Linked DNA regions of Mus musculus: all the other regions are linked to region 1. A link is a contact called in public ChIA-PET, HiChIP or PLAC-seq, Micro-C and promoter capture Hi-C data. All regions are on one chromosome and are shown on one strand. Each heading gives the region's core, a stretch centred on a gene start, on an enhancer-like site or on the middle of the called end of the contact. The rest is flanking DNA. Distances are from core to core; before and after follow the strand shown. Region 1 holds the start of Zfp592 (zinc finger protein 592). Region 2 holds the start of Zfp710 (zinc finger protein 710). Region 3 holds the start of Idh2 (isocitrate dehydrogenase 2 (NADP+), mitochondrial). Region 4 holds the start of Tm6sf1 (transmembrane 6 superfamily member 1). Region 5 holds the start of 3110040N11Rik (RIKEN cDNA 3110040N11 gene). Region 6 holds the start of Cib1 (calcium and integrin binding 1 (calmyrin)). Region 7 holds the start of Ramac (RNA guanine-7 methyltransferase activating subunit).

Region 1 (2,666 bases), core at 112-2,611:
GAAAAAAAAATGTTTTCAGTTAGGCATGGTTGCCTGAAGTCCCAACTACGGGGGAGGTTTAAGACCGGAGCTTGGTGGCCAACCTGGTTAAAAGTGGAGATGGGGGGAGGGGTAATGAACCAAAGCCATCTTCAGTGGAGCTGTAGAAATGGTCCAAAAAAAAAAAAAAAAAAAAAAAAGCACCAGGCTCCTTTCTCTTTCCCACTGTAATGTACCTGTCAGTTTAGCAAATAGACTTCTGAAGTCCCACTCAGCACCCATCAGGCCAAGCACATTGTGTGCTCAGCCGGTGTACACCTGACACAATCACACTCTAGCTCCTACACGAGCACAGGCCACGGGCAAACCCTGGTCCAAACCCATTTTACCCACCCGAATCCCACTCTCCTAAAGCAGAAACTATCTAGGCTTGTCCTGGCTACAAAGCATGCTCCCTGGGTGGGCCTGTAGGTTGTTTCAACCCTGGACTTTTAATGTCACCTCTGGTCTGCTCGTAAAAATAGTTAAAAAAAAAAAAAAATACCTGACCACCTCCAATAATCTTAGGTTCTCAAGAGCAGGCATACCTAAGGTCATACGGACCCCTCCCCCTCACAAAAGCTGCTTCAAGGCCAGGAGGCCATCTGTCCAGCAGACGCTCTCCTGTCCTCCCCCTCCCCGGGTCACACGGAGCCTTTCCCCACTAGCCCCTCGGTTGGCAGGAAGAGACCCCGCAGAGAAATCAGTTCAAGCCTGATCAACAGGCCTGGTCACCCCCCCCTAAGCACCCCAACTCTGGAGGAGGAAGACTTGTCTGCCCCGGGAGAAGGAACCCCCGGGGTCAGAACTTGGGCGAGGCTGAGGGGGAGACTGAGGGGCGCCGAGGAGGGCCGATGTTCTAAGTGTCTGCCCAGTGACGGCGCCAGGTCCTCGCGCGGCGGGGACCGTGGAGCTGACAGGGCGTCCCAGCCTGGTGAAGTGCACCGTTATCCCTGCCTGGGCCGGGGGCTCGGCGGGCGGCCGCCTGTCGCGCGCGGGACGACAGCGGAGTGCCCGGGCCGCCCCGATCGGCGGGCGGCGGCGGCGGAAGGGGTCCGGGCCGGGGGCGGGGTAGGGTGGTGGCCAGGGCCCGCCTGGCGGCGATCGGGGGAAGTGGCTGCCGCCTGGGGCGGCGGGCAGGGTCCACCAGGCTGCAGGGCCGGGCCGCGGCGCGGGCAGAGCCCGCTCCTCTCAGACTCCCCTGCCCGAGCTGGAGCGGCCCGGATGGTGGCCTCGCCCCGTCCAGGCGGCGGGGGGCGCTTACCTGGCGGCGGCGGCGGCGGCGGCAGCGACAGGCCCCGGGCTCGGCCGCGCGCGTCCCCAGCGCCGGCTGCGGGAGCCACAACATGGCGACGGCGGTGGCGGGCGGGGCTGCGGCTCCGGGGGCGGAGCGGGGGCGGGAGCCGGGCTGGCGGCGGGACCTGGCTGAGGCCGCGGGTGGGAAGGGCGGGCGGAAGGCGACTCGGGCCTGGGCACCGGCCAGGGCGGTGCGGCTATAGAGCTGCCCCGGCCCGGCCCGGCCCGGCCTGGCCTGGCCCGGCCCCGCGCCTTCCGCCTCCCTCCCGCCTCAGGCTGGTGCGACCCTGGCTACGCTGACTCCGGGGAGGGGCGGGGCGAGGACGGCGCAGGCAGGACCGGGACTCCGACCTGGGCTGGCTCCCGCCGCCCTTGGCGCGGCCTCTCCCGGCCACCTGGGCCCGGGAAGCTCGGACGCGCCTCTGAGGCCTCGGTGCGGCCCAGGCCGCCTGCCGGAGGGACGCGTTGTACCTTCGCGGCTATGGGCCGACCGGACGCCGAGCGCCTCAAGAGCTCGGAAGAAGTCGTCTTCGCGGAGAGCTGGGCGAGTCGGGCCTAGGCAGCACTGCTAAGTGAAAGGAAGCAGGAGGGCAGTGGGCCTGGGCACTCAGGTGCGCCTTAAATGGCTACTCGTCGCAGGATGGAAGGACATGCTTGCGGGCGCGGGGCGCTCAGACGTGTTACCTCTGGGGGAGCCAAGGGACGCTCGGAGAGTGGAATGGAGGTGGAGGGGTTGGGGTGGAGGGAGCTGATAACCTCTCAGGGTGGACTGGCAATTCGCAGGCTCACCAGGGAGGCTGTGACTCCAGGGCAAGAACTCGGAGAGGCGGCCGACAAAAAAATTACCAAGTTGACCCGCAGGACTTTCCAAGAACCTGGAGTCCCTTGGGGACGCGATAGTAAGGCAGCAGGGTCGGACGGTGGGAACTGGCAGGCCAGTTCTGGTGCCAGGCAGGATTGCTAAGCATGAGCAAATTCCTCCCGAAGAAACCAGGAAAAAGCCCACACTTGGCAAAAGGGCCAGAGCTGACATTCAGCTGAGTCTGCTGTGTGCCAGGACCCGACAGAACCCAACACCTGCATGAGGAGTGCGGTAGTGATGAAGGAGTGAAGGCAGTTACGAGAAATTATTCTTTCCAGAAGTTTGGCAGGGAGAGGAAGGGAAAACTAGCCTCCATCTTAAGAAGGAGTAAAAAGAAAGGTTTGTTTCATTTGTTCCAGTTTGAGAGAGAGCGAGAGCTCAAGGAGCCAAAGACAGAGTCATTTATAGTTTATATCCCAGAAAGATGGGAAATGGGGAAGAGGAAGTCCAAGGAAAAGGCGTGTTGTCCAACAAGATTCGAAAGATGAAT
Region 2 (2,666 bases), core at 80-2,579, 970 kb after region 1:
AGCAAGTCCGCAGCTGGGGCGGAGGGGTGGGGGGTAGCACCGAGGCCGGCTCGGTGGGGTCTGAGAGTCGTGGAGGGAAGACCACCCGATTCGGGGGGCTCCTCCGTCTGACGCCGACGATCACGCCCCACAGCTCCGTCCAATTAGGAAAATGACCGCGAGGAGAGGGAGAGGGGGCGGCGAGGAAGGGAGGCCGAGCCACGGGAGGCTCGAGATCTGCCGTGGGGATCTGCCCACCGGTTCCCGGCCCGGGGGGTGCGCCTTCAACAGGTCGGAGACGGGGCCACCGAGGTGGGCCGGGGTCCCGCGCTGGTGACGCCCGCTGCCCTCGAGGGGCGCCCGGCACGCCAGCTGCGCGCTGAGCCCTAGCCACCCTGCCGGCCGGGCCGCGCGGCCACCCCACCCGCTCCCGGAGTAAAAAGTTTGTGGGCAGCCGCAGGGGCGGGGCGGCGAAGGGTGAAACTTTGAGTCCCGGGCCGGGTGCGGGGGGAGCATCCCCGAGCGCCGCGACACCCACGTGCGGGCCGGAGACCGCCGCCGCCGCCTCCCCGGCCTCCCACGCTACCGCCGCGCTTTCCTTTCATTTTGCTGCTTCTCTGCCTGTGCCTCTCTCTCTCTCTCTCTCTCTCTCTCTCTCTCTCTCTCTCTCTCTCTCTCTCTCTCTCTCTCTCTCTCTCTCTCTCTCTCTCTCTCTCTCTCTCTCTCTCTCTCTCTCTCTCTCTCTCTCTCTCTCTCTCTCTCTCTCTCTCTCTCTCTCTCTCTCTCTCTCTCTCCTCTCTCTCTCTCTCTGTCTCTCTCTCTCCTCTCTCCTTCCCTTCCCCCTCTCCTCCCTCCTCCTCCCCCCCTCCAGACGCCATCTCTCTCTCTTTCCCCTTCTCTCGCTCCAGCTCTCCGGCATGAGGGAATGTGGAAGTGAAAGGAAAAGACGACATGTTTGCCTGCGCGCCGCCGTCCCCGGGGAGAGGCGGGGGGCGGGTCGACCGCGGCCGCAGCGACCCACCCCCGCGCCCCCCAGCCACCCCGCCGCGGGCCGCCCGGGGGCTGGCGGGGCCGCGGGCTCGCGGGACACTCACCCTGGGTCCGGGCGCGGCTCCTCGCGCTGGGGGCCCTCGGCTGGCCGGGCCGGGCGGGCCGGGGGCTCCTGCTGCCCACCGCCCGGGTTGCAGCTGCGCGCCGCCTCCACGCGCGCCCGCCCTGCTCTGCCACCCTCCCTCCGGCTCCTCTCTTTCTCCCCCCCTCTCTCTCTCCCTCCTGCTCTCTCTCGCGCTCGCTCGCTCTCTCGCTCGCGCTCTCTCCCTCCCTGGAAGAAGGGAATGAGGCAGGGCTGACGTGAAGGGATGCTAAACAGCTCCTCCTAAGCCTGCTCGCAGAGGAAGAGAGACAGAAAAGCAGCCCTTTTATCTCTCTTTTGTTTTCTCACTTCCTTCCACCCCCCCAGCACCCCCCTCTCCTCGGCCCAAGTTTTCTTTTTCTCTTTCTACCGCAGAGAGGATTTTTCTTCTTTTCTTTCTTTCTCTCGCTGCAACTCTCCTACTCGAATTGCAAGCCTGGAGGCTTCTCTTTTTTTTCTTCCCCTTCCCTCTTTTCTTCCTCCTTCCTCCTTTATTTCTCTAAAAGGGTTTTGTTTGCTGTGGGAGTTTCGTTTGAAAATCGAGTCACGCCTTTTTCCTTCTTTTCTTTCGCCCTCTCCCTCTTTTTTTTCCCCTCCTCTCAGCAGAAAAGGGGAACAAAGATTAACAAGCGGGGGAGAAGGGAGCGTCAGAACCTCGCATGGAAATGGGGGGGCTGTCCCTGCCAGGCACAAAGGGGGCTCCAGAGAGCAGCCCCCAGGAAGTCTGGGGTGCCCTATCCCAAATAAGAGCTAATGGGGGTTGGGGTCGGGGGAGCCCGAGTGGCCAGTCCTTCCGAATACGGGTTAGGGCTCAACCTGCCCCCTCCCCAGTCAGGGGTGGAAGCTGGGGGTGCTCTTCACTTAATATATTTTTTAAGTGGGCAGATGGGACTTAGAGCAAACGTCGCCGCAGAGCCCTCAACAGTAAAGAGCCTTTAAACAGCTGTTCGCAGAGCCCTGGACGGTCAGACTCGAGGGAACGGCCCCGGCTGCTATCACCGGGACCCGGGTGCGAATGGGGTTCAGAGGAGTTCGGGGTCCCTCGCATCCTCCCCAAGCCCAGGGCCTAGGCTCGACCCCGGGGTGCACTGCTGGAGGGCGCCGAGGCGTGGTCGTTCGCTGAGGTCTGGGCCCTTGTGGCTCCCCGCGGGGCCCGGGGTTCGGCATAGCCTGGCCTCCTCCCAGCTCTGGGACAGGCCGGACACCCCGCCTCCAACCTCCCGGACACCCGCCACTCAAGAGCTGCGCCGCTCGACTCCGACGCATGGGCGGGTACGGAGCCCGCGGACAGAGCGGGGCAGTGTCGCCACCAAGGGTCAATTATTCATGGGGCGCCTGGGCGTGCTCCCAAGACCAGCTCTGTCTTCGGCTTCTCCAGAGGAGTGGAGACAACACGGGGGAAAAGTTCCCAGAGCAAAGTTGGCCACATTTCTTATTTTCCCAAGTAAGTATTGAGCACCTGCTGGATGCCTGGCCCTTGGACTGGGGCTGCAGCTGGGCGAGAAACGTGAGGTCTCGGCGGGCCCAGACAAAGCGAGGGAAGCTGTGGCTCCGG
Region 3 (2,666 bases), core at 56-2,555, 880 kb after region 1:
GGCATGAAAGCCCAAGTCAACAACCTCTGTGGTCTTTACCGGTGTTTACACAAGAGAACTGGGAATCTCGTAGAAGGGCTCTCAGACTGTTCTGGAACATGCTGCCCCAGGCCAGACTTTCCTATTCCTTTCCTCAGTCCCTGGAGGGACCCAGATGTCTCTCCTTTGCATATACTCTCTGTACTGGATCCCAGAACCAAATCTGTGACTCGGATGGATTGAGACTCCAGGAGGGAAGCTTTGATGTTGGCAGTTCAAGGCCACTTTCCTGGCATAGCTCCACCTGACAACACTGTGAAGCTGGGTTGGGAAGCTGGGAGCACAGGGCAGAAAGGTTGCTCTCATCTGGAGTGAGTTGGTGTGACTGGGAGAGCTGGGGTGGATTTGTGATATTTGATACACAAAACCCAGACTTCAGTGACCCCTACTTCAAGAAAATGAACAGTGATGGATTTAGCTTGTATGTTTCTGTTTGTTTCCCCACGCAAACAGGTAAACTAGGAGCTGTTGGGCTGGGTTGTGGATGGACCTTTGCCTAGGATATAGGAGACATGGGCTTTCCTTCAGGGCTACATAACTACTAGCATAGAATATAATTAACTTGGGCAGTGGTTGTACTATTGAAGGATGAACATACCTCAAACCTTTACACACAAATGTCACAGAAGTCTCCTGGCAGGCACTCTTATGTCCAGAAGAGACAGAGTCGGCCATGATGAAGGACTTTGGGGCTAGGAGTTTGGCCTAGTCAGGAGCAGAAGGAGGATTTCCAGCCGCCCCCCCCCCCGCCCCGCCCCGCAGCGTCTCATATAGCCCAGGCTGGTCTAGAACTTGGTATGTAGCCTAACTTCTCATCCTCTTGCCTCCACCGTACTTGGCATTTCAACTCTCGATCCTGGTTAGTCCACCCAACTGGACGCTACCTGGGGGAGACCCAAGTTGCCATGGTCTAGGTTCAAGACGGCAAAGCTTGTCATTGTCTTGATGAAAGCGCCTCAGGTCCGTCGGTCAGCTAAACGCAAAGGACGCAGGGGACTAAGGCGACGTGTCTGCAGCTGACATTCTAACGGAAGCGGGGAGTCTTGCAGCCGTGAGCCCCCGCGGCCCGATGGGTCTCCCCGGTACCTGATGCTTTGAGGATATATGGAGGCTCCCAGAAAGCGCGGGCTCAGCACTGGGGCCGCCTGAGCTCTGGAACAGGCCCAAGGGTGTCGAGCAGGCTCCTGCCCTGGCGTGGACCCGCCTTCTCCCGGGTGAGACCCAATGGGGCGGCAGGTTCTGCAGCTCCGCCCCGGTTGGGTCCCAGCCACCAGGGCCAGCCTAGAGTCCCCACCGCACAGCCCGGTGCAGCGGCGTGCTCGGACCTCGCGTGCTCGGGATGGCCGGCTACCTGCGGGCTGTGAGCTCGCTCTGCAGAGCCTCGGGCTCAGCGCGGACCTGGGCACCGGCAGCACTGACTGTCCCCAGCTGGCCGGAGCAGCCGCGGCGCCACTGTGAGTGTCGCACCGGGGGGCGGGCTCGCGTGCAGCGCTGCGACGTGGCGACGTCCCGGGAGGGGGACCCTGGAGTGCCACTCGCGACACGCCGGCGGTCGGGGAACAGCGGCGTGCGGGTTACAAAGGGCCGGGAGGTGGCCTTACACCGAGCTCCCGCGCCCCGCGCGCCTGGGCCGCTGCAGGCGCAGGGGTGGGGACCCAGGGGATAGTGGCAGCTGGTGGCCTGGGGCGGGATTGCTGGGTCCTATCAGGGCTGGGGTTCTCCAGGTATTCCGGGGGAGCATTTCCAGAGGTACCTGGACCCAGGGTGGGGTATCATGACTGCCTTGGGCCTTTGGAGGGGACAAGCGACCAAGAGGGGCTGGAGCGGCCTGCTGCAGCCCTAGGCAGAGGAGGGTCACCTCGCGCTCCCGGCTCAGACAAAGGCGAGGAGGAGAGGCCTCCACTTCCCCTTCTCTCCAATCCCTGCGTACTCTGGTCCCTCCTCTCCAACAGGCCCACGTCAGCTATTTTTGGAACCTTTACTCGACAGCTGGAGGAATGTCCTTCCATTTTTCCCGCTTTTGTTTCTCTGCCACTCCCCCACCCTTCGCTGCGCAGGACGCTCAGTCTGGGCCCTCTCCTGGCCCCTTGCTGGGCCAACCACGAGCTGCTGCATGTGAGTGGGTCCTGCCTGGCATACAAGCTGTGGAGACCTGGCACTGCACGCATATTGTCATTTTTCTGCAGTCAGTCGTTCCCATGAGATCTCTGCGTTGCCTTCAGCTTACTTCTTAGACGTGAAGGCGCAACTCCGGACAAAATAATCAGGGTTTTAGAGTCTCCATTACTAACAGATTGCCCAACCTGGCATGTGGGCATCTTTCATACCCTTGCTACTCAGCGCCTTGCTACAAAAGGCACGGAACAATGTAGAGCACTTGGTGGCCTCTTTTGATGCCTGTTGCCACGGAAATTCTATCCTGACCTGGCTCAAAACCCCTTGGGGTTAGCCAGAGGAATGAGGAAGAGGGGGTGGGTTTGGCTATGGGGTTTGTTCTGGCTAGAGTGGTAATCGTTAACTCACCGTGGGAGCAGCTGACCGAAGCTGGGGGCCAGGAGGAGGGAGAGGGCGGGGCCCTTGACACTCCCCTTTGCCAAGGAGAAAGGGACATACATGTTTTTGTGTTC
Region 4 (2,666 bases), core at 77-2,576, 870 kb before region 1:
GGGTATAGATTGATGCAATTTCCTTAGCACCAACTGCTATGAAAAGCACAGCCAGTTACTTCCTCCTCCAGCAGCCCACAATCAACTTCAGCAGGGCCACCGCTGGCGCCTTTCCACTGACCACCCAGGCCTTCGGCTGCCCATGGGGGCTCGTCAGTCAGTGATCCCTTTAGAGAAGTGAAAGCCAAGACTGGGACCCAGAGCCCTTACAGAATTCGTCGGTTCCTTAGCATTAAACTGATCACTGAACCTTTGCTCCTGGCCAGCATCGAACCTCTATCCCTTTCACAGCGCCCTTGCACAAAGTTCCCACAAGATCCTTGAGGTGCAAAGACAGACCAGAACACTAAAGCCAGGTCACCCTGTTAGTAGCAAAGGCTCAGAAAACCATGGTTATTTCTGTTAGCCGCTCACAACAGTTTCTAAAATTATAAAATGGTAAGTATGTGAAAGTCCATACAAGGAAAGCGTTCCTTTCAAATAAGGCGGTTCGTGCCTTCCGTGTTGCTCTGCACCCCTCTAGTGTCTGAGAGCCTCGGAGGCAGGGGCATTTCGGTATTGACCTTGGTAATATCAGCTACCCACCCAGTACTGGCAAAGAGCAGGCGCCCAGCTCTCAGACCTTGAACTGCCCTAGCCCAGTTTGAGGACCTAGGGCCGGGTGACCCTGGTGCCTCCCTCATGCTGCGGGCGTGGCGTTTCTGGAAGCTACCCAGTCCCAAAGCCGCGGTCCCAAACCCGCGGAAAAGTTGCGGGCTCTTGTCTACCCCGCGCGCGCTCACTCACTCGTGCTGGGCCGCCAGGTGGTTGAAGATGTAGGTGACCGGGATGGCTGAGAGGGACAGCACAAAAACCCCCGTGGCCGCAGAGGCACTCATTGCCACCTCCGGGTCGCTCTTCTTTCACCGCATCGCGCCGGGGGTCCCCTGGCTCAGCTTCCGGCGGCGCCGCGCCCCTCGCCGCTGCCCTTCCAGGCGGCCCCCGGCCGCGTCTCCTCTGCGCGTCCCCGTCGCCCGTAGCTGCCCGGCGCGCACAGAGAGAGGCACCACCCGGGTGCTCTAGGGCCGCTGTACGATCCCCAGAGGCGTCCCCACCAGGCTCCTGCTAACGAACGCAAGGGCTCAGCAGCCACCGCGAGGAGACAAGCGCCCCAGGACGCTTGCTTTAATGGGAAAAGGAAGGGCCCGGCGAAGGACGCGGGTCACAGATGGGAGCTGGGCATCCTCGAGCTGGAACGGAGCTGGGCTGAGCCAAGGGCCAGCAGAGGGTGGAGCCAGATCTGAGGGTGTCAGAGCCCGCAGGCCCGCGAGATCGGCTCAGAGACCTGTGGGGACAGATGCTCCTGGAACAACACTGTGCCGCCCTCCCACCCCACCCCCCGCGCGCACCCCTTCCCTACACACAGCTGCCATCAACGTCCGCAACCAATGTTCCAGTGCCAAGTGGAAATATTTGTTTTCCACCTTGGTTGCTCACTCACCGCCCCTTGACCTTGATCAAGTTACTGAAACATTCTGTATCATTTCTCTGTGAAATGGGAATAACCTGCTCCCTCGTATGATTGTGGAAATCGACCGAGTTAACAAGCGTGGAGTGCTTGCCCTGCACTGCTCAGCACACTGGTCTGTCTCCTGCTCCCTTTCTTTTTTTGTAGCAGAACTGACCCTCAGAGGAATGCCCTGATGTAAGACACTGAGGCAGCGTTCATTCCTTGCCTGGAGTGTTTTTGGAGGCCAGGTTACCACCGGCTAGCCTGGCAGGTCCTGAAGATTAGGGCTCTTCGTGGAATATTCCCAGACGTCTGGGTGTAGAGCATGAGAGTGCCGCCCAAAGAGCTGCTTGAGCAGGGTGTGCTCAGGAAGCCCCCTGGGCCTGAGTCCTGTTGGTATGGCCCCAGGGAAGGGAAAAGAAGTGGGCTCCGGAGCAACAGTGGGGGCAGCAGAGTGCGCGCCTTCCTGTCTTTAGGTCAGAGGCTTACAGGTCATTTGGCTCATTTTCAATGTGAGGAAAATGAACCTGCACCAGGACAGTCGGTTGTTCCAAAGCCAGCTCTCCTACTATCTGCCCTCCCTTTTCTTGAAAACTCAGCCAACAATGGGCACAAAAGGGTAAAGACTGTCCAAACGGCAGCATCTCGCAAAGCTTCTCCCAGAAGTCTCAGTGGGAACCTGGACATCGCTCACGATCTTCCATGATCGCTCCTTGCCTTTACCACCTCCTTCATTCCCCAAAGCGCCTTCTCTCCTCCAGGCCATCTCCTAGGCCAGTTTCCCAGCCAGTCCAACCTCCTCCACATCCCACACCGAGCTGCTTTAGCCGTCTGCGTGTATCCTGAGTCTCTCGGGCTGCTCTGAATCTTTCTTGTCTACCTAGACACTTGCTGCATATCATTTCTATTCCTTCTCATCCATGCTTGGGCTTTTTTAAAATTCAGAATCATATTTATGGAAATAACTTAATAGAGGCTGGGGGTGTAGTTGATCGTGCTTGCTTTGTGTGCACAAATCTTAAGGCTCTGTCCTCGTGCACTTCATGAACTGACTTTGATGGGGGCTCATCTGAAATCCCAGCACTAAGAGATGGAGGCAGAGGGAGTCCCTGGTTCAAGGTCATCCTTAGCTACCCAGCAAGTCTGAGGCCGACCTGGGATATATGAGATTCTGTCT
Region 5 (2,666 bases), core at 54-2,553, 800 kb before region 1:
GGGTCCTGTCCTTTCTAGCTGGTGATGAGGTACTCTAGAGGTACCTGTGGAGAAGGCTGACGGTTCCTTAGAGGACATTGCTTCCCCCTCCTTTGCCCATCCAGGCACCATCAGAAATACACCAATCCGTGTTCCTCCCCTGATAAAAACTGTCAAGTCTCTAGAGCAGTGGTTCTCAACCTTCCTAATGCTGCAACCTTTTAATACAGTTCCTCATGCTGTGATGACTCCCAACGGTAACATTACTTTTGTTGCTACTTCCTAACTAATTTGGCTACTGTTATGAATCGTAATGTAAATATTTTTAGGGCATCATGATTTCACCTCAAAATTCATCAAATTACTACAGTATAGTTTTGGCTCCACTTTGTGCCTCTATTTGTAATGTATTTCAAAAAAGGTGTGGTGTGGTTTAACACCTGAATCACCTGAGTCTTAGGCTTTAGCCACTTTCTCACAACACACCACTTAACGTGTCATGTGGAAAGGGTGTCTCTGGGAGAGTAAAATGAGACATCCCATTCTGATCCCAACCTTTAGTGGCTGTTTTCAGCACTCACATTCCAGTCTCACCTGTTTGTGAATCTGAATGCTGTCGCCCTTTGACATTTGTCACAGTCTCTGTCCTCCTCCTTAACTCCCCTCTCACTGGCACAGGTCACTGATAATTTGGTTATGTATTCAGGTAGCTCCTTAACTATTCCACTTGGATGTCTCCAATCATTTCAAACTTAATGTACCCTGAAAACTCCCCCTCGGACTGCCACAACTGCTAGCCGTAGACTCGGGCATCTTCAGTTAATCTTTTCCCCATCTCAGATTATTCAGGTCCCAAAGATCCTCAAAATGGTAACAAGCCATCTCCCATTTAGGTAGCAGATCTTCCTACCTCTGGGCATATACCATCTATACATTCTAACCTTATTGGACAAGGCCAGTCCCTAACTTTAGCACTTGCATTGATTTGCCTCTGCTTCAGTTTCACGAACGGTTGTATTCAACTCCACAGTGGATCTCCTCTCCTTGCGCACTGCCCTGTGCGAATTGCCATGGTGCCGCGTTGGGCAGGCGAGCACCGAGGCTGGCTGCTCTTGCCAACCCTAAGGATAGGTGACAATTTTCCCTCTGCTGGCAAAGATGGCTCACCAATGGATCACACCCTGAGGCTGGCAGGTTGCAAAGGAAGGAAAACAGTGCCATCTCGGGGCGAGGTGGCACTCTTAGGTGCCGGCCGACGCGCCTGCCGCTTCCGCCCATGACTTGCGCAGGCGCACAGAACTCTTCCGCCACGCTGGCGCCTGCGTGGTTGGGATGCTGCTGCTTGCTGTAGGTCGGTGTGCTTGGCCTCTGTTAGACTCCTGTGTGGTTCCACAATGCCTAAGAAAGCCGGTGCGACAAGCAAGGCCAGTGGCAAGCCTCGTGTTGTGGAGAGGGTGGGCCACGGGGCTACACTGGCGGGGAACAGACGCAGCGCCTGGAGGGCGGAAGACCTCCCTTCGGGTCCAGGTCTGAGACTTCCTGGGTCGCACATTAGCTCGCCCTAAGGATGAGTAGGCTCCACTGCGCACCCGCTGACCACCGTCTTTGCTCTCTCACTCTGAGGGTTACACTTCCCGGCAGGCTGTGCGTTCTGCCTCCCTATGGTGGCTGATCGCTTCCTTCTGTCAATGAGACTGCACTCCCTCCCCTAATATCCCTTTGTTTTCTGTCGCTGTGATCCCAGCCCCTTGAAGTCAGGGAGTTTGAATCCTTATTCCTCTTCATACCCGCTGTCCGCATACTGCCCTGGAAGTTGTTTTCTGTTAAGTTGTTAGATGGCATTTAAATACCAGTCGTCGTTCTTTCTGCAATGGACTCCTCACCCACTCTTGAGCGTTAGGATGCATTGGCTATAAAGATGACTAATAAATGCCCCTTCTCTTGAGAAATAGAAACGATAAAGTAGACTGTGGGAACAAGTCCTAAGCTAGCCAAGAGATCTTAAGTAGAACACATACCTACACAGAGACAGCCCCACCCCACCCCCCTCTCTGTCTCTGTATGTTGGATCATGAAGGGATGTGGGAGGAGCACGGTGGTGGCTAGTTTCTGCATGTAGGCCCAGTTTAGTGAAGGTGAGGGTAGTGATGGCTCAAAATAACTGAAGTATTTTGTTACCTGTGAAATTGTGTGTCATTTTAGGGTAAAAACCAAACCAAAGAACCAGAGACAGCACCTCCTGCTGCAGGGCCTGTAGCAACTGACCCTAAAGGTTTTGTCACCATAGCCATTCATGCCAAACCTGGCTCCAGACAGAACGCTGTGACAGGTACGTCTGAGCACTGGGTGGGATTTGGATGTGGATAAAGCAGCGTTTTCATCTTATTTTTGCCTTGTTATCTAAAAGCTTATCCTGTAACTGTAAATGGTATTTTTTATGTCTGCGTTTAGAAGCTTCTCCATCTAAACATTCTATAGTCTCATATAGAGGTATTTGAAAGAAAATGTACAATATTTAATACCAAATCAGATGGAATCTGTGTATCTTTTCCTTTTTAAAAATGTGGTATTTTGTAGATGGGCCTGGTCATATATGCCAATAATTCACAAGTACTTAGTTAGGAACTGAGGCAGGAGGTCAGCTAGACTACAACAAGACCCTGTCTCTAAACAATAAAATGTTTAGG
Region 6 (2,666 bases), core at 119-2,618, 760 kb after region 1:
ATTGTCTGGGCTGATCAACAGCGGCAGCTGTCCCCAAGGATGCATCTCTGCAGTCCCAAGCCGGTGCTGGGTTCCTAGAGAGCTGTTGGTCTTCAATCTGAGTTGGCAGCTGGAACACTATGATTCTAATGTCATTAAAGGAAATCCTTAGTGGCAGGTACAGGATAGAGACTTATCAGCAAGCCAAGGCAAACAGGCCAAAAGCCATCTTCCGTTTCCGTTTGGTACGGGTTGCCACCTGAGCGCACTGCCGCAGTAGATTTTCGCACTTCAAATAAACTGATCAAGAAAATCCCTCTGCTCAGGGGTTTCTATGAGGTAAGACCCTGAGTGGACCAGGAAAGCAAGCCATAGCCCCTGGGCTTTGCGGTAGAGCCTGCACCTCTCCTGGAGGCTAAAGAAGGAGCAGAGAGAAAGAAGCATGAGAAGCAAGGTTTACAGTCTCCTACCCAGAGGGTATGGAACATCTAGCTGGACTGGCCGGATGAAGGACCAGACTTCTCTAGGAATGAATACCAGTCCAGTACGAAGTTAAAATATTCTCAAATAAATTGTAATTGACTTGGCCCTGTTGTGCCAGGTGACGAAGCAAAAAAAAAAAAAAAAAAGAAAAAAGAAAATCCCTCACAGGAGTGTCAAGCTGTTTCCCTTCTCCTTGACTCCAGATCCAACCAAGTTGACCACCCAGATCACAAAATCCACATTTCCTCCTCCGGAAGCTTGGAATCTTCACTTTTTCACACAGTGTAAATATGTTCATACTTGCATCTGATTATTATTTGAGAGGAGAGAAGGGCAAATCTTGGTTCCTACAGCTGGAAGCTCGCAATTTGTGGGAGGAATCAAAGGAGGCACCCCAGCTGTGACGATAAAACAGCAGGAGGGACCTGTGGACAGAACTGACCTCTAAATACCGGAGTCCGGACACATCACTGAAATTGAACCTGTTTGTAAAATGGAAGCCTACCTTGCTAACTGTTCCACGAATGGGCGATAACTGCACAATCCAGTAAACACCTTCAAGAGCCACTTCAAGAGGAAGCTAAGCTTCTTCTGGAAGAATTGGCACGGTGGCAGAGGCTGCAGCTCTTGTCCCGTGAGACAGTCTAGGACTGACCCTATCCGCAGAGGGGCACCGGATCTCCTCCAGCCCGGGAGCGAGTATGGAGGTTACCCGCCTCCACCCAGAGCTGGGGTCTTCTGCACTTGATTTAGGTGAGGCGGATGCATCTCAAGGCTCAGTGCACAGACGGGTCCCGGAACTCAGCAAACGCGTGAAGACCGCGACGCAGGCGCAGTCTGCATCACGTGCGCATGGCTCGTTCCGCCCCGCCCACTAGAAGGCGGGGCCACGAGGCCTGGGCCCCGCCCCGATGCGTCCGGCTCCTCCCCGGGCCCTCCCTCCAGCTCTCCTGGGCCCGCGGGGAGCCGGGAGCCGGCCCGCTGAGCGGCGCTAAGGGTGGCGGGGCACTGTAGGCAGGGGCGGGCCCGGGGGCGGAGGCCAGGCAGCGGTTGCTACGGGGACTGGGCGGGGACGCGGCCCCGAGGACGGAAGTGAGAAAGTTGCCGGCGTCCCGGGGAGAGTTGGCCTAGCTGTGCGCGCACCGCGGCGATGGGAGGTTCGGGCAGTCGCCTGTCTAAGGAGCTGCTGGCCGAGTACCAGGTGCGCGGGGCGCCAGTTCTCGCGGAGCTCGCGTGCGAGCCCGCGCAGGGGAGTGGGGTTCGGGGAACAGGTGGCGGGGCGGCCGTGGCTTTCGGGCGGCTTGCAGACCCTTGTCTGGATTTGCCTTTCAGGACCTGACGTTCCTGACCAAGCAGGAGATCCTCCTGTGAGTGCTGCCCTGACCCCGGTCCTCCAACTCGGGATTGCCAGGGGAGGGCTTTGCGGGTACTTTTCTCGCGGGATACGGATTGGACGTCTCACCTCCGAGGGTGGGGCTGTGCTTCTGGGATGTCAGGATCACTGGATCTGGAGTCGGAGGCTCAGAGTGCAAGTCCCACCCGCTCCAGAGCCTCACCTTTGCACCACGCAAACACTTCTGTGTATCCAGGAAAAGTTGAACTGTTTGAGCTCCTCTAGCCTCCTCACTGCCGAGCTTCCTGCTCGCTTCTAAAAGGAACTGCTGTGACTCTTTGCGGACTTTGCCCTCTGGCAAAACCAAGAGGTCTTGTACGTGGCTCGCTCCAATCCCAACTTTACCTGTTTAATTCAGTAACCGTTAACGTTTACTGAACCCTTACTCTGCCCAGTAGCTCCTGAGTGATCCACACATTACTTCAGGAGGAGGTTACAGATCAAGGAATCAGGTTCAGAGAGTTCTGAGAACTTGACTATAAAGCACACTATAAGTGATTTGCTGGCCAGAGCGCTTGAGTTAGGTTCCTAGCCCCACAATGAAATTCTACTGGGAAAGAGGTGGTGGCTGAGAGGAGTCTCTGGAGTGGAGGTAACATGTGTTTTTGTTACTGTAATGTTAGAGTCCAGGTACTTGGCCCACACAGGCAGTCCTAACCAGCTAGGCTGTGCTACCTGTCCTCAGTAGGCCAAGGAAAGGGACAATATTGAAAAGCAGAGAAACGAAATGTATCCAATGTGGCCATACTGGGAAAAAAAAAAAGCTAAGAATGGACATGACCGCTCCTCCCCCCATCTTTAAGTCAATCTT
Region 7 (2,666 bases), core at 67-2,566, 770 kb before region 1:
GGGAAAAGTCAAGAGGCCTTAACAAAGAACTACAGGCAACCAAGGAATGCGGAGAGCAAGAGAAATAGTCTTCTCAAGGGAAGAGCACACCAACTGGTTCTCTAATGCCATATTTGATTAGCCCCGAAAACACACGCATAAGTAACAATATATGAACTGAGCAGGTTGTATATATCTACATATTACTAAAGAGACTATGAATTTGAAAGAGCTGAGGGGATAAAGGGAGGGTCTAAAGGGAGGAAAGGGAAAAATGTTATTATGATGTAAAAATATACAATACATATGTATAATAATCACATAAAGCACAATTACATAATATATAAAATATAATTATATAATAAACATATAAAAGAAATAATAGAATAAATAATATTAAGAAAATACGGCTGGGGGGAAGGGGGTCTTGGAAGAAACCTCAAAAGATGAGGGAAGTGTCAGAGAGATAGCTCAGTGGTCGAGAGCGCTCACTACCCTTCCGATGGACCACAGATCAGATCGCAGCACCCACGCTGCTCTCAGCTGCCTGTAATATAGCTCCAGGGGAACAGACGCCCTCTTCCGGCCTCTGCGGGCGCCAGCACACGCAACCCGCAGACAGACAGACACACAACCCGCAGACAGACAATTCTTCCCCACCCCGCAAAGGCGTGCGTGGGCAGAGGAGCTGTGCACACACACGTCTCGATCTGAGTGGGCAGGATTAGAGACCCAAGGATCTCAGTCCTAGCAGCCTACGAGGAAACTCGAGCTTCCACGGAGGAACTCGGAGAGGCGACGACCCTCGTCGCCTCGGTCGTCACCAGCTACAAGCTAGGTCAGGCACGGGCAACCAGGGGCCGCGCGCTCTCTGTCGCTGCGGCCGACAGCCTTCCTGGCACTTGGATCCCACCAACCTCCTCACCACATAGAGAACCGCACAGAGCTTTGCCTGCGGTCGGCCGACCCTGGCTCGGCTGCTCTCCAGAGCGGAGCCCCGAGCACGGAGCAGGATGACTGACTAACCACTGCGCATCCCAGCCCGCCAGCCGACGCGCGGCTGACGACGGCCGGGACAAAGCGGCTCCTTCCAGAACTGCCGTCAGGAGCCGAGCTGCGGAGAAAGAGGCTCCGAGGGGCAGCGACCTCCGGCCTCTCGCACTTTCCGGCCCCAGGCCCCCATCACCTCCGCCGCCCCGGGTGGGAGATTCATCCGCCATGTGCGGTACTCACCCTTCATGGGACGCACTGGAGACCTCGGGCGTCCACACCGCCGCACCCCACCCGGCTCTCCAAGGTAAACAAACGCTCAGGAATCCCTCAACCACCCGACTTCCGCTTCCGGAGCGTGTAAGGCGGAGTCTCGTGCCAAGTCTCTCGAGATCTAGAAATCCTCGCTTCCCCCTCCCCCCCCGCCACGCCCCTCACATTCGAACCTTGGCGCGGCCCTAGGGAAGCTCCGCAGGGTCGAGCAAAGTGGCGATGGTGGGCAGTGCGGTCATTCGCAGCCAGTGCCTGGTGACCGTCGGGGAGAGGATATCGTCATGTATAAAATCCCTCGAACTGGCAGTGCCTGGTGCACTGGTACGGGAAGTCTGAGAGTAGGACTAGGAGGGAAGGCTGCTTGTCAATGGAGACCCCAAAGCCGGAGCCCGGGCGGCGGGGCGGAGGAGCAGACGAGACTGCTCTGCTTGGGCGATGCCCACCCGGTTCTTAGCCGGCCTGGGCAGTAAGGCTCCTGCGCACCGTTGTCTATGTGTGTTTGCAGAGACGAACCCACGCCTCCACTGCCCGTATTCCGCTCGCTCCCGAAGTCTCCGCTCTTCTCGGTTGTTTGCAAGTGTGGCAATGCCAGCTGTTGACTAGCCACTTTTCTCAGATTGCTCCCCGGACCTTGCCCTCCTCTTGGGAATACGATCAGCCTGGAAAGTTTAGTGTCAAAATGGGATACCTTAGGGCTGGAGAGGATAAGAACACTTACTGCTCTTCTTGGAGCCCTGAGTTCAATCCCCAGCAACCACATGGTGGCTCACAGCCATCTGTAATGGGATCTGATGCCCTCTTCTGGTGTGTCTGGAAACAACTATAGTGTACTCATAAATAAAATAAAGCTAAAAAAAGAATACCTTTTCTTTCCACGCCCTGGTCAGATGTCTCGTTCTGTTATTTGGTCCTTGTGACTCTGGTTTTCATCCATTCCCATCCCCACTGACTCCTCATCCAAGTTCTCTCTACACTCCCTGAACAGAGCACCGATGCCCTTCTTCCTAAGTCACTGCCCCTCACCAGCATATCACCAGACAACTGCCGTAGTTATAGTCATATTCAAGCACAACTGGGATGCAAGATATTCAATAACTCCTTGCTGCCAAGGCCAACAATCTTAATTTGGATTCAAAATTCTATTTTCTGATATTTCTCTTTCATTCCCTCACAGTAAAGCAGACCAAATGCAGTAGTTCACGAATACTCATTATGTTTTTATAGCTTGCCAGTGTTCCCTTATGCTTAGAATATTGCCACTCCCCTACACACACACACCCCACCACCTCACCACCACCACGACCTCCAGATGTTGACATTGATATTACATCCATTCTCTAAGACTTTACAGGGAATGAGTTTTACTTCTGCTGGGTTCCACAGTACCTTCAGAACTTTATGTGTTAATACCATTTTCTACCTGT

What was found. A called contact is a pair of places that touch in the nucleus more often than the background predicts. ChIA-PET counts read pairs in DNA pulled down with a chosen protein or histone mark. HiChIP or PLAC-seq counts read pairs in DNA pulled down with a chosen protein or histone mark. Capture Hi-C pulls out chosen DNA fragments and counts their contacts.
Region 2: a promoter capture Hi-C map of liver shows a contact between it and region 1, with 4 times the contacts expected there. The contact joins the promoter of Zfp710 here to the promoter of Zfp592 in region 1. A contact is called at or near these places in 1 of 39 promoter capture datasets (pre-B cells), 1 of 484 Hi-C or Micro-C datasets (B cells), 1 of 115 datasets of contacts at active chromatin or transcription factors (memory CD8 T cells) and 1 of 9 other capture datasets (liver).
Region 3: a contact with region 1 is called in a promoter capture Hi-C map of liver, with 3 times the contacts expected there. The contact joins the promoter of Idh2 here to the promoter of Zfp592 in region 1. A contact is called at or near these places in 2 of 39 promoter capture datasets (liver and pre-B cells), 2 of 115 datasets of contacts at active chromatin or transcription factors (memory CD8 T cells and pancreatic cancer cells) and 1 of 9 other capture datasets (liver).
Region 4: an RNA polymerase II ChIA-PET map of memory CD8 T cells shows a contact between it and region 1, with 6 read pairs. The contact joins the promoter of Tm6sf1 here to the promoter of Zfp592 in region 1.
Region 5: a contact with region 1 is called in a FOXA1 HiChIP or PLAC-seq map of pancreatic cancer cells. The contact joins the promoter of 3110040N11Rik here to the promoter of Zfp592 in region 1. A contact is called at or near these places in 1 of 39 promoter capture datasets (cranial neural crest) and 2 of 115 datasets of contacts at active chromatin or transcription factors (microglia and pancreatic cancer cells).
Region 6: an RNA polymerase II ChIA-PET map of memory CD8 T cells shows a contact between it and region 1, with 45 read pairs. The contact joins the promoter of Cib1 here to the promoter of Zfp592 in region 1. A contact is called at or near these places in 1 of 39 promoter capture datasets (pre-B cells), 1 of 115 datasets of contacts at active chromatin or transcription factors (memory CD8 T cells) and 2 of 9 other capture datasets (adipose tissue and liver).
Region 7: a contact with region 1 is called in a Micro-C map of embryonic stem cells, with 7 times the contacts expected there. The contact joins the promoter of Ramac here to the promoter of Zfp592 in region 1. A contact is called at or near these places in 1 of 39 promoter capture datasets (the 3T3-L1 cell line), 1 of 484 Hi-C or Micro-C datasets (embryonic stem cells) and 1 of 115 datasets of contacts at active chromatin or transcription factors (embryonic stem cells).

The regions. Positions count from the first base shown.
Region 1 is chr7:80,992,379-80,995,044 of GRCm38.p6, reverse strand. Zfp592 (zinc finger protein 592) reads right to left here and starts at 1,361. Exons shown (of 10, transcript NM_178707.4): 1 at 1,283-1,361.
Region 2 is chr7:80,024,891-80,027,556 of GRCm38.p6, reverse strand. Zfp710 (zinc finger protein 710) reads right to left here and starts at 1,329. Exons shown (of 5, transcript NM_175433.5): 1 at 1,074-1,329.
Region 3 is chr7:80,113,989-80,116,654 of GRCm38.p6, reverse strand. It overlaps Idh2 (isocitrate dehydrogenase 2 (NADP+), mitochondrial), which reads left to right and starts at 1,305. Exons shown (of 11, transcript NM_173011.2): 1 at 1,305-1,493. The coding sequence starts at 1,379.
Region 4 is chr7:81,857,661-81,860,326 of GRCm38.p6, reverse strand. It overlaps Tm6sf1 (transmembrane 6 superfamily member 1), which reads right to left and starts at 1,326. Exons shown (of 10, transcript NM_145375.4): 1 at 787-1,326. The coding sequence starts at 878.
Region 5 is chr7:81,788,092-81,790,757 of GRCm38.p6, reverse strand. It overlaps 3110040N11Rik (RIKEN cDNA 3110040N11 gene), which reads left to right and starts at 1,303. Exons shown (of 5, transcript NM_026077.4): 1 at 1,303-1,403; 2 at 2,182-2,308. The coding sequence starts at 1,374.
Region 6 is chr7:80,231,507-80,234,172 of GRCm38.p6, reverse strand. It overlaps Cib1 (calcium and integrin binding 1 (calmyrin)), which reads left to right and starts at 1,368. Exons shown (of 7, transcript NM_011870.5): 1 at 1,368-1,663; 2 at 1,795-1,829. The coding sequence starts at 1,613. Gdpgp1 (GDP-D-glucose phosphorylase 1) reads right to left here and starts at 1,280. Exons shown (of 2, transcript NM_178752.3): 1 at 968-1,280.
Region 7 is chr7:81,761,603-81,764,268 of GRCm38.p6, reverse strand. It overlaps Ramac (RNA guanine-7 methyltransferase activating subunit), which reads right to left and starts at 1,316. Exons shown (of 3, transcript NM_025997.2): 1 at 1,213-1,316.